Regions from separate parts of the Sus scrofa genome. Here regions 1 and 3 are each linked to region 2. The links are chromatin contacts, called in public Hi-C maps. All regions are on one chromosome and are shown on one strand. Each heading gives the region's core, a stretch centred on a gene start, on an enhancer-like site or on the middle of the called end of the contact. The rest is flanking DNA. Distances are from core to core; before and after follow the strand shown.

What was found. Hi-C and Micro-C count contacts between places; a contact is called where the count stands out from the background.
Region 1: a Hi-C map of subcutaneous adipose tissue shows a contact between it and region 2, with 2.8 times the contacts expected there. The contact joins the promoter of HELZ2 here to the enhancer-like site in region 2. A contact is called at or near these places in 16 of 47 Hi-C or Micro-C datasets (alveolar macrophages, blood, embryonic fibroblasts and 10 more) and 1 of 2 datasets of contacts at active chromatin or transcription factors (alveolar macrophages).
Region 3: a Hi-C map of retroperitoneal adipose tissue shows a contact between it and region 2, with 1.7 times the contacts expected there. The contact joins two enhancer-like sites. A contact is called at or near these places in 5 of 47 Hi-C or Micro-C datasets (embryonic fibroblasts, fetal skeletal muscle, mesenteric adipose tissue and 2 more) and 2 of 2 datasets of contacts at active chromatin or transcription factors (alveolar macrophages and skeletal muscle).

What each region holds. Positions count from the first base shown.
Region 1 is chr6:59,914,595-59,918,067 of Sscrofa11.1, forward strand. It overlaps HELZ2 (helicase with zinc finger domain 2), which reads left to right and starts at 1,784. Exons shown (of 21, transcript XM_003127476.4): 1 at 1,784-1,826. The coding sequence starts at 1,784.
Region 2 is chr6:59,662,320-59,665,470 of Sscrofa11.1, forward strand. All of the region lies in intron 13 of SSC5D (soluble scavenger receptor cysteine-rich domain-containing protein SSC5D), which reads left to right. Among named protein-coding and RNA genes, the nearest start is that of SSC5D, 23 kb to the left of the region's middle. Within about 2 kb of position 1,257, at least 44 of the 83 cell types and tissues checked have an H3K27ac peak or open chromatin away from gene starts, as enhancers often do. A contact at or near this core is called in alveolar macrophages, embryonic fibroblasts, fetal liver and 4 more, where this site is marked.
Region 3 is chr6:59,481,051-59,484,636 of Sscrofa11.1, forward strand. It overlaps BRSK1 (serine/threonine-protein kinase BRSK1), which reads left to right. Exons shown (of 19, transcript XM_021094996.1): 8 at 1,656-1,802; 9 at 2,273-2,304; 10 at 2,650-2,820; 11 at 3,318-3,415. Among named protein-coding and RNA genes, the nearest start is that of BRSK1, 15 kb to the left of the region's middle. Within about 2 kb of position 1,896, at least 21 of the 83 cell types and tissues checked have an H3K27ac peak or open chromatin away from gene starts, as enhancers often do. A contact at or near this core is called in retroperitoneal adipose tissue, where this site is marked.

The sequences.
Region 1 (3,473 bases), core at 534-3,033, 250 kb after region 2:
CAACCACTTGTGATAGAACATGAGGGAGATAAGTCCCCAGGCAGGAACTTACGCCCAGCAGCCTAGGGTCTGCCAGCAGCCTGGGGTCTGCCAGCAGCCTGGGGTCTGCCACGCAGAAAAGGCTCCATCTACAATCAATCCCCTTCCATGGCTGCGGGTCTTGGAGGTACCTAGCTGTGGCCAGGAGTGGACCTTCCCTTGGGAGGTGGCAGGAAGTCTTCCCCTGGAGGCCAGGAGTGTGGACTTGAACCTCTGGCATCAGGAGCAAGCCATGCCTGTGTTTTGAGGGAGGACCCAGGCTCTGGGCTCAGAAGCCCCAACGGGACTCTGGCCTCAAGTCTACGTGGTGGGTCAGGGTGTGCAGCAGGACCGAGGTGCAGCCCACCAGACAGGGCATGTGGGTGATGACCTTGGCTCTGGGAGAGCAGCTGCAGGAGGGACGGCCGGGTCAGCGGGGCTGCGGCCGCTCCAGATCACCAGACTCCGGTCAGAGAGGCCCCCTGCCCTGTGGGCAGTGCAGACAGTCCTCAGGACTCCGAGATGCCCTGCCCACCCCGCCCTTCCTCAGTCTTGATGGAGTTCCTCCCTTGGGCCATCCTTGAGAGGCACCCACAGGGGCGGGAGTGCTGCGGGGGCCGGGGGAGTGGGGTGGGAGGAGTGGGCACAGGATTTCGGATGAGTAGGCCTGGCCTCCAGAGGAGGAGCCATCCAGTCCACGGAGGTGCTGTCCTGGAGGTGCCATCCGACCTCAGGGCCTCAGGGAGGGTGAGGTCTGATCTAGAGCAAGCAGCTGGGGCAGGGTGGGGTGGGGCCGGCCCCCTGGGTGGAAGAGAGGTTGGGGATCCCCCAGGATCGTCCTCCGCCCAGGGGCTGGTCCTGGGGGCTCCAGACAGGGTTCCGAGCATAGGGTGGGGGTGCACGGGTGGAGGTGAGAACCCACAGTGAAGCGATGTTGTGGAGCTGAGATGGGGAAAGAGCAGCTGGGGAGAGCCTGGGTGTAGACCCTCAATGAGGGGAGACCCTGTGGTTGCATTCCCCACCCCAACCTCCGTTCTCGGTGGGATGCAGCCCCCATGAAGCTCTCCCCATGGGCCCCCGGGGAAGGGCAGACTCTAAGGGGGCCTCATGGCCATGCCCCTCCCACTGGCTAAGCCGGGACCCTCCTGGAACGCTGACGTCTGGGACCCTCCCACCCAGGGACTCAGCCTGCTTGTTCTGGGACCAGATTATGAGCTTCTCTCCGGCTGGGAGGGTCCCTGGGTGTGACCTTGGGAGGGTTCTTGACGGCCCTTAAATTCCGCTGGGGCTGGTGGAGGCTTTGAGTGCTGGGACCAACTGAGGGTCAGATCCACTTAGGAGCCCGAGCAGAGTCGCATCGGAGGAGCGGAGCCACATCCGCGCGTTGCCATATCCGTGTCCGCATCGGTGCCCGCGTGGTAGGAGCCAAGGGTCAGATCCGCTTTGGAGGTAAGCAGCCCTGGGCCCCAGGATCGGGGAGATGATACTGGTGAGGGTATCTGGGGCTTTTCCCATGGTTTTGGGCAGCCGAGGGAAAGCTTTGTCACCTGGGCAAGGAAGTCTGATTTTACCAGGGCCTCCCTCTGCAGTTGCTTTGTTTAGTTTTTATGCAACACAATTTCAAATGTACACTGAAATTGCAAAAATTGCCAAGAACCTCTCTCTATATATGCACTATGGAGACGTAGCATGAGCTTTAATTCCTGGGTGGTCTGAGAGTCAGCGGCAGATACCATGCCTTTTACCCCTCGCACTTCACGTGGGCATGGAAGAAGCACTTCACGTGGGCATGGAAGAACGCGTGCTTGGTCAGTAATTAACCCAAAGAGGTTCCGCACCGATGCAAGGCTGTTTCTGAGGCCTACCCCGTACTCCGATCAGTGTCTCCTTTCCTCTGTGTGTATACCTGTTATCCTGACCAAATCCCCTCCAGGAACGCGGGATGCGTTCTGGTCCGCTTTTGGTCATCCCTCCCCGCTGGGCCTAGAACCGTGTCTCCCTCAGCCTTCATCTTTCACCTGGACATTCTGAGAGTCTGTGGCGTTTCTTGCGATGAGTTAAAGTCTGCATTTGGGGGCTGGTGACCCCCGGGTGTGTCCTGCTGGGGTTCGGGCTGTCCTGTCTCTTGGAACTCCCGAGGGCTTCCTTTTCCTTTGTAAGCAGTAGGTCTCTTGGAGACGGTTTGAGACTACACATGTGACGTCCTGCTTCACTTACCCCTGTGATGGTTGCCTACGTCAGCCCTTCTGTTTATTCCGGAGCAGAGGTTTGAAACGACGGCTGTTTGTCATAGGGAGGGAGGTGGTTGAAGGGAGCCAGCTGGGAGGCTGCCTTAGGGTCCTTGGGGCTGTGATGCGGCATCTGGCTTCTGGCTTCTGGCTCCATTTGCTGATGGATGTAGGGGAAAGGGCTGAAGAGGCGGAGGACTGGAGTTTAGGGAAGAATTCCTGCTGGAGATGATGAAATTGGCCCTCAGCATCTAATGCCTGCTGGGCCAGAGGACAAAGGTGTCATCACTCCAGCCAGAGAAGGGCTGTGTGTGCATGTGTGGCCCTCCAGCCTCTGGCAAACGCTAATCCACTTTTTGTTTCTATCCAGTTTTCCCTTTTTTTTTTTTTTTTTTTTATAGTCACATGTTCCAGCAATATGGAAGTTCCCGGGCTAGGGGGCTAGGGGGCTAGGGGGCTAGGGGGCTAGGGGGCTAGGGGCTAGGGGGCTAGGGGGCTAGGGGGCTAGGGGGCTAGGGGGCTGGGCTAGGGGGCTAGGGGGCTAGGGGGCTAGGGGGCTAGGGGGCTAGGGGGCTGGGGGGGCTGGGGGGCTGGGGGGCTGGGGGGCTAGGGGGCTAGGGGGCTAGGGATGCCAGGCTTACACCACAGCCACTCCTCGCTAGGACTTTCATAGTATCTCATCTTACATTTAGGTCTTTAATCCCTTTTGAGTTTATTTTTGTGTATGGTGCTAGAGAATTTCCTTTTTTTTTTTTTTTTTGCCTTGCCTGAAGCATGAGGAAGTTCCCAGTCAGAGCTGTTGCAGTGACAATGCTTGATCCTTAATCCACTTTGCCACAAAGGAACTCCTAGACAATATTCTAGTGTCGTTCTTTTCCATGTCGCTGTCTGGTTTCCCCAGCACCACTGAATGAAGAGACTGTCTTTTTTCATTGTGTATTGTCGCCGTTGCCCTAGATTAACTGACCATAGGCGAGTGGGTTTCTTTGTATGCTTTCTATACTGTTCCATTGATATATATGTATTTTTCTTTTTGGTGTGTGTGTTAATCTTAAAAGGAAAGAAAAGCCTTTAACCTTCACCATTGAGTATGATGTTCGCTGCTGGCTTGTCGCACGTGTCCCTTATTATATCTGCTGAGGTTTATCCCTTTTACTTACGGGGTGTTTTTAGTGTGCTTCTGAATTCGGTTTGCTAATAGTGTGTTAATTGTGGCATCTATTTTCA
Region 2 (3,151 bases), core at 7-2,506:
TTCCGTTCCTTTGTTGAATGAGCTGCCTTTCAAGTGCTCAGAAGGCACAGGCGACCAGTGGCAACCATAGTGGACAGCAGAGAACATTTCCATCGCTGAGAAAGGGCCACTTCATGGCCTAGACTCTGGATATAAAGAACTTGGGTTCAGATCTCGTCCCCGCACCTTTCAAACTGTGTCTGTATGACCTTGGGCAAGTGACTTGCCCTCTTGACCTGGCTTCCCTCATCTGTAAAAAGAGGTTAAGATTCACATCGGAGTTCCTGTCGTGGCGCAGTGGTTAACGAATCCGACTAGGAACCATGGGGTTGCGGGTTTGGTCCCTGCCCTTGCTCAGTGGGTTAACGATCCGGCGTTGTCGTGAGCTGTGGTGTAGGTTGCAGGCACGGCTCGGATCCTGTGTTGCTGTGGCTCTGGCGTAGGCCGGTGGCTGCAGCTCCGATTCGACCCCTAGCCTGGGAACCTCCATATGCTGCGGGAGCGGCCCAAGAAATAGCAAAAAAAAAAAAAAAAAAAAAGATTCACATCTACCTGGAAGCAGGGCCCGGAAGAGGTTTCTCACTCAACTCAGGCTTAAAATTTAGGGACATTCCAAACCCGTAATAGTAACCAAGATAAAATCTTAATACTATAGGTTAAAAAGTAAAAATGAATGCAAAATCAATCCACGATGCATTAAATATGCAATTTAAACGGAAGGCAGGATCTGACCTGGATCCCCAGGATCTGACAGAGCTGGTTTTAGGAGGAGTTCGGTCAGGTGGGTCCGATCCTGTCTTGGATTAAAATTTTGACTTGTTCACTGTCAATCTTTTGCATTAATATTGATTGGTTTAAAATATAGCACAAAAAGATTAGGCTTGATTGCTGAGATTACCCTTCCAACCCTCCTGGATTCCGCCTGAGGCTTCTGCTTCTTCCAGCATCTCCCACGCCCTGCCCCCCATCTTTATCTCCCTTCGTCCCATTTCTGCCCTTCGACCCCGTCCTGCATCCCAGGTACCCCTCGACGTCCCCCACATTACCCATGCTCTCTAGTGCATCCTACTACACCCCATCCCCCCGCCCCCGTTTCCACCCCCTCCAGCATCTCAGGGTACCCCTCCACAGCCCCCTCTCCCCTGCCCGCCCATCTCTGCATCCGCCCCCAGAGGACGCCAGGTGGCGCCTGGAGACATCAGAGGATGCTGAGAGGTGGGGCACTAGGGCCGGGTGAAGTCTGCTGGCGACCCGTGATGTCCCGAGGCTCTGTCGCTTCCCATTGGCTGTCCCATACCTAGGGGGCGGGGCGGGTCCCGGGATGGGCGGGGCAGACTGACCTCGGCCATCCATCTTTCCTCCAGGTTCTGCGAGGAAACCATTGCCAGAGCGCCGGCTGCTGCGGCCTACAGCGGCCAGGACAGCGCCCCCCGTCCCTTCCCCAGCTCCCTCTACCTCGCCAGAGCCCCCAGGCCCTCTGCCGACCTCTGACTCCCCGCCGCAGCTCATCCCCACAGCAGCTTCAACCCCCGAGGTGACCTCTGACCCTCCCGACACTTTGCCCCCCAGCCCAGACCCGGCCTCCTCGATGAACTCTCACCGCGCCCTGACCACCCCTGGCCTCGACTTCTCCACTCACGCTGCCACCGTGGTTCCAGCACTGACCCCTGGGCTGTCACCCTCCATGCCCAAAGAACTGACCTCTGACCCCACTGCACCTGCGGTGGTGACTCGCCTTTCCTCTACCTCAGAGCGGACACAGCCAGAATCTGACACAGACCCAGGCTGGGACACAACTCCATACCCCAGCACAGTCCCAGAACTCTCTAGTTCCCCAGGCCCCCCCACAAGCCCTCACCCCACTGTTACAACCTCTCACCCCGCTACCACCCTTCACCCCACCACGACCTTTCACCCCACTGCCACTCCTCAGCAGACCTTTACCCCTTACCTTACTACGACCCCTCGTCCCACCACCACTGCCCAGCCCACCACGACCCCTCGTCCCACCACCACTGCCCAGCCCACCACGACCCCTCGTCCCACCACCACTGCCCAGCCCACCACGACCCCTCGTCCCACCACCACTGCCCAGCCCACCACGACCCCTCGTCCCACCACCACTGCCCAGCCCACCACGACCCCTCGGCCCACCACCACTGCCCAGCCCACCACGACCCCTCGTCCCACCACCACTGCCCAGCCCACCATGACCCCTTACCCAGTCACAACCTCTTACCCAGCCACGACCCCTCACCTCACCACCACGACTCCCAACCCCACCACAACTCCTTTGATCACTTCTCAGTCCCTGCTAACTTCCTTGGGAACAGAACCTCCCTCTTCCTCTCCAGCACCAGCAGTCGAGCCCACCTTTGCAGGGGCTCCCCACCCCTCTGGATCCCAGACGTGGAGCCCAGAGCCCTCTCCAGTCCCAAGCACACCATCCACTGAGAACCTCACACCACCCGGAAGCCAGAGCCCCAAACTAACCTCTCCATCTACTCAGGATCCATACTCAGTCCCCGACCCCCGTGTGACCCCTGACCTCCACCTGCCCCATATGGCCCACCCCTTGGATCAACCTCCTCCCGACCGCCTCACCCCGGGGCCAACTCCCGTTCAGAGCCCAGGCCCCTTTGGCCCATGCGAGGCCCCAGCTCCACCAGTAAGGGTCATGGCTTGTGAGCCGCCTGCCCTGGTCGAGCTGGTGGCCGCTGTGAGGGATGTGAGCGGCCAGCTGCAGAGGCTGACCCAGGCCCTGGAGCGTGACCAGCAGGAGCGCCAAGCCCTGGGCCTGGGGTTGACCCAGCTGGTGGAGGCCGCCCAGGGACTGGGGCAGCTGGGTGAGGTGGTAAAGAGACTGGCGGAGGTGGCCTGGCCCCCCAGCACCTCTGCACCCATCACTACCACCCTGGAGGAGGAAGAGCGGCCTCTGCGGGGAGATGTGTGACCTTATCTGGGGTCCAAGGGATTTAAGACACTCCCCATCCAAAAAAGGAAAACCAAAGTATCTAATTAAAAACAAAATGGGAATGCTGCTTCTCAGGGACTAGGGGCTGTTGCCTCACAAGATCGTTCCATCCGTGGCTGCCACAGGCACCGTGCGAGGTGGTGGTGATGCGCCGGACGGTGACTGATGGTGAGTGGGAGGGTGGTGACGGCTCCGATC
Region 3 (3,586 bases), core at 646-3,145, 180 kb before region 2:
ATACAGCTAACACGGCAAAGACCAACAAGGTATCAGGTCTTCTCACCTCCTGCCCATCCCTGGAGGGGGGCACTCTTGCTGGCCATTGCTATTTTTGGAGAAGTGGTAGGACTCTCCCAAGGTCCTGCGGCTCTAAGCAGCACAGCACGGATTCTCCATGTGGCAGCCTGCACCAAGACTCTTAATTTTTTGTTTTGTTTGGTTTTTCAGGACTGCACCCACGGCATATGGAAGTTCCCAGGCTAGAGGTGGAATGGGAGCTATAGTTGCCGGCCTACACCACAGCCACAGCAAGGCTGGATCCTTAGCCCATTGAGCAAGGCCAGGGATCGAACCTGCATATTCATGGATACCAGTCGGATTTGTTTTCACTGAGCCATAATGGGAACTCCAGCACCAGTACCTTTTTTTTTTTTTTTTTGGTCTTTTTAGGGCCGCAGGTGTGACATATGGAGGTTCCCAGGCTAGGGGTCCAATTGGAGCTGCAGCTGCTGGCTTAGGCCATAGCCACAGCAATGCTAGATCCGGGCCACATCTGCAATTTACACCACAGCTCACGGCAACGCCAGATCCTTAACCCAATGAGCAAGGCCAGGGATCGAACCTGCATCCTCATGGGTACCAGACAGATTCGTTCCCACTGAGCCATGACAGGAACTCCAGCACCCGGACCCTTAAGCACAGTGCCTTGGTGCCCCTGTCAGGCCAAAAGTCCCACGTGACCTGCTGACCTCTCCGTGGCTTGCAGCTGCATTGTCCCAGTCTCTGCCTCCAACTTCTCTTGACTTTTTCCTTTCCTTTCCTTTCTTCCTTTCTTTTTAGGGCCACACCGTGGCAAATGGAGGTTCCCAGGCCAGGGGTCGAATCTGAGCTGTAGCTGCCAGCCTACACCACAGCCACAGCAACGCTGGATTCTTAACCCACTGAGCGAGGCCAGGATCGAACCCCTGTCCTCTTGGATATGGGGTCTGTGCTTCCCCTCCTCTTCCAGGCCCTCCCTAAAGCCTGGAGGATGTCATCTCCAGGTCCTCAGCAGATTACATGTGCAGAGACCACCTCTGTAAACAGGGTCTCATTCTGAGGTTCCAGGTGGACATGAATGTTGGGAGGACACCATCAAACTTGCTACATATACTCCCAGATTCCGGTAGGCCCCCCGTGGCCCAGTCTGGGTCTGTGCTTGTGTCACCTCCAGCCCTGTGTCACTCCACAGCTATTACTATTTGCTCCCTTGCCAGCATCTCCCACTCTGGGGTGTGAGCTGTAGGGCCGGCAGGGGCGTTTTGTTTCCTCTAGATCCCTCACCCCTAAGCGGCACCCACCTGTGGTTGAATGAATGGATCACCCCTCCCTAACTGCGGAGAGGCTCCTTTATAGGACAGCCTCCCAGGTTGCAAGCCCAGCCTCTTAAGCGCTGTTGCCAGACTGCTCTTTGCCAAATGCTCACTCCGTGCTTCGGGGCCAGGCAGCCTTGGGTGAATTGCCGATGGCTCCCTGCCTCGGTTTCCCCATCGGTCAAGTGGACATAATAATAGCGCCCCACCTCCCCGGGGCTGGTGGTGAGGACTAAACGCGTCAGGGCCCTGAAGCGCAGAGACACTCGCCCGGGGTGTAGCAAGCCGCACGTGTAAGAGCGCCTGTTCTTTCTCTGCCAGGGGGCTCTGCCCTTCGACGATGACAACCTCCGCCAGCTGCTGGAGAAGGTGAAACGGGGCGTCTTCCACATGCCCCACTTCATTCCTCCAGACTGCCAGAGCCTCCTAAGAGGGATGATCGAAGTGGAGCCGGAGAAAAGGCTCAGCGTGAGTTGGGGGCACGCGGATGGAGGGACGGTGGGTGATGGGGACAGAATCCCTAGGGGAGTCATGAAGATGGGTTTCCAGAACCTGCCTATCAGTCCCTGGGGCTACGGCTGGGAGGGGGCTCTCTGGCCAAGCCCCACCCCTGGGTCGGGGTCCCGCCAAGCTGCCACTCCAAACTGGGGCGGAGGGAACCCCCCGCCTCACAGAGGGAAGGCGCAGGCGCACACCGGCCCTTCGGTGGGGGGGGGTCGGGGACAGGGTGCCACTGCGCATGCGGGAGATGTGGGGCGGCCGGTCCAGTCAGGCTGCGCCGCGCAGCCGCCACTAGGGGGAGACATGAGCCTCATCTTGCGCTTGGTGGGGGGGGCTCCCCAGGGACCCCCCCCAACACCACCCCATCAACTTCACTGAGCGCCTACTGTGTTCAAACGACCTCACTTCGGCTTCTCTACAACCCATGCCCTTCACAGCTGGAGCAAATTCAGAAACACCCTTGGTACCTGTGAGTATGGGGACAGTGGACATCTGGGCCCCTGGGGGAAGGGAAGGACCCCAAATATCAAGGGCCCCCAAAGGAAGGGGTGGGATGCTGAGGGTCCTAAATAAGGAGGGGGTAGGGACTTGGACTTCTGGGTACTAGGGGAGGAAGACAGAGGTAGAGGAGGCGCTGGGGCCCCCGACTCCTGGGTCTTTCTGGAGAGGGGCTGGGGGTCTAGACACCTGGGTCTGAGGGGAGAGGGGCTGGGGTCTGGACTCCTGGGTTCCCAAGAAAGGAGCAGGCCGGGACCCGGGGCCCCTGAGTCTACACTGCAGGAAATGCCCGGTTCCCAGTGATTCTTCTCCCCAGGGGTGGGAAACACGAGCCGGACCCTTGCCTGGAGCCAGCCCCAGGCCGACGGGTGGCTATGCGGAGCCTGCCATCAAACGGAGAGCTGGATCCTGACGTCCTGGAGAGCATGGCTTCACTGGGCTGCTTCAGGGACCGCGAGCGGCTGCATCGTGAGCTGCGAAGCGAGGAGTAAGACCCCCACCCTAACCCCCACCCCCACCCCCACACTCACCCTGGCCCCTCGGGGTGAGCTGCTGCAGCTCCCAGGGCAGCCGGCAGGGGGCGCGTCGGGGGTCCTTCCACGTGCAGATTTCTGCGACCTGGCGAGCTGTTGCCACAAGGGAGTGATAAGACCAGAGGAAAAAAGATGTGGTGCTGAAAAATATATTAACAAAAAAAGAAGAAGATGAGAAAAGACAAAACATAACAGATGCTAAGGCCAATGTAATGCCTCACATCATGCTAACTTATAGTAAGTGCTCAGATGTCAGTGTCATTATTACTATTATTGAGTAAAATGAGGCTGAGATGTATCCTGAAACAGAGACCATCCCTACTGATACGCAGGAGAATGGAACCACAGTGGACTGAGCCCCACAGAGCCACGGCCACAGGGAAGGGGTGAGACCAACTCTGGGGCCTGACCTCTGACCCATGTTCTCCTACCGCCCACTCCCCCCACATAGGGAGAACCAAGAAAAAATGATATATTATCTGCTTTTGGATCGGAAGGAGCGGTATCCCAGCTGTGAGGACCAGGACCTGCCTCCCCGGAATGACGTTGGTGAGAAGGGCAGGGCTAGGAATCCAGACCCCAGATCTCCAAGGGAGGGACGGGCTGCAGGCCTTGAGCTTCTGCGTTTAGACTCCCTGACTTGCTCTGGGACCCTTGTCAAAACCCCTCTCCACTCTGAGCCTCAACTTCCGCATCTGTGTGAGTGCCACGTACAGCTGG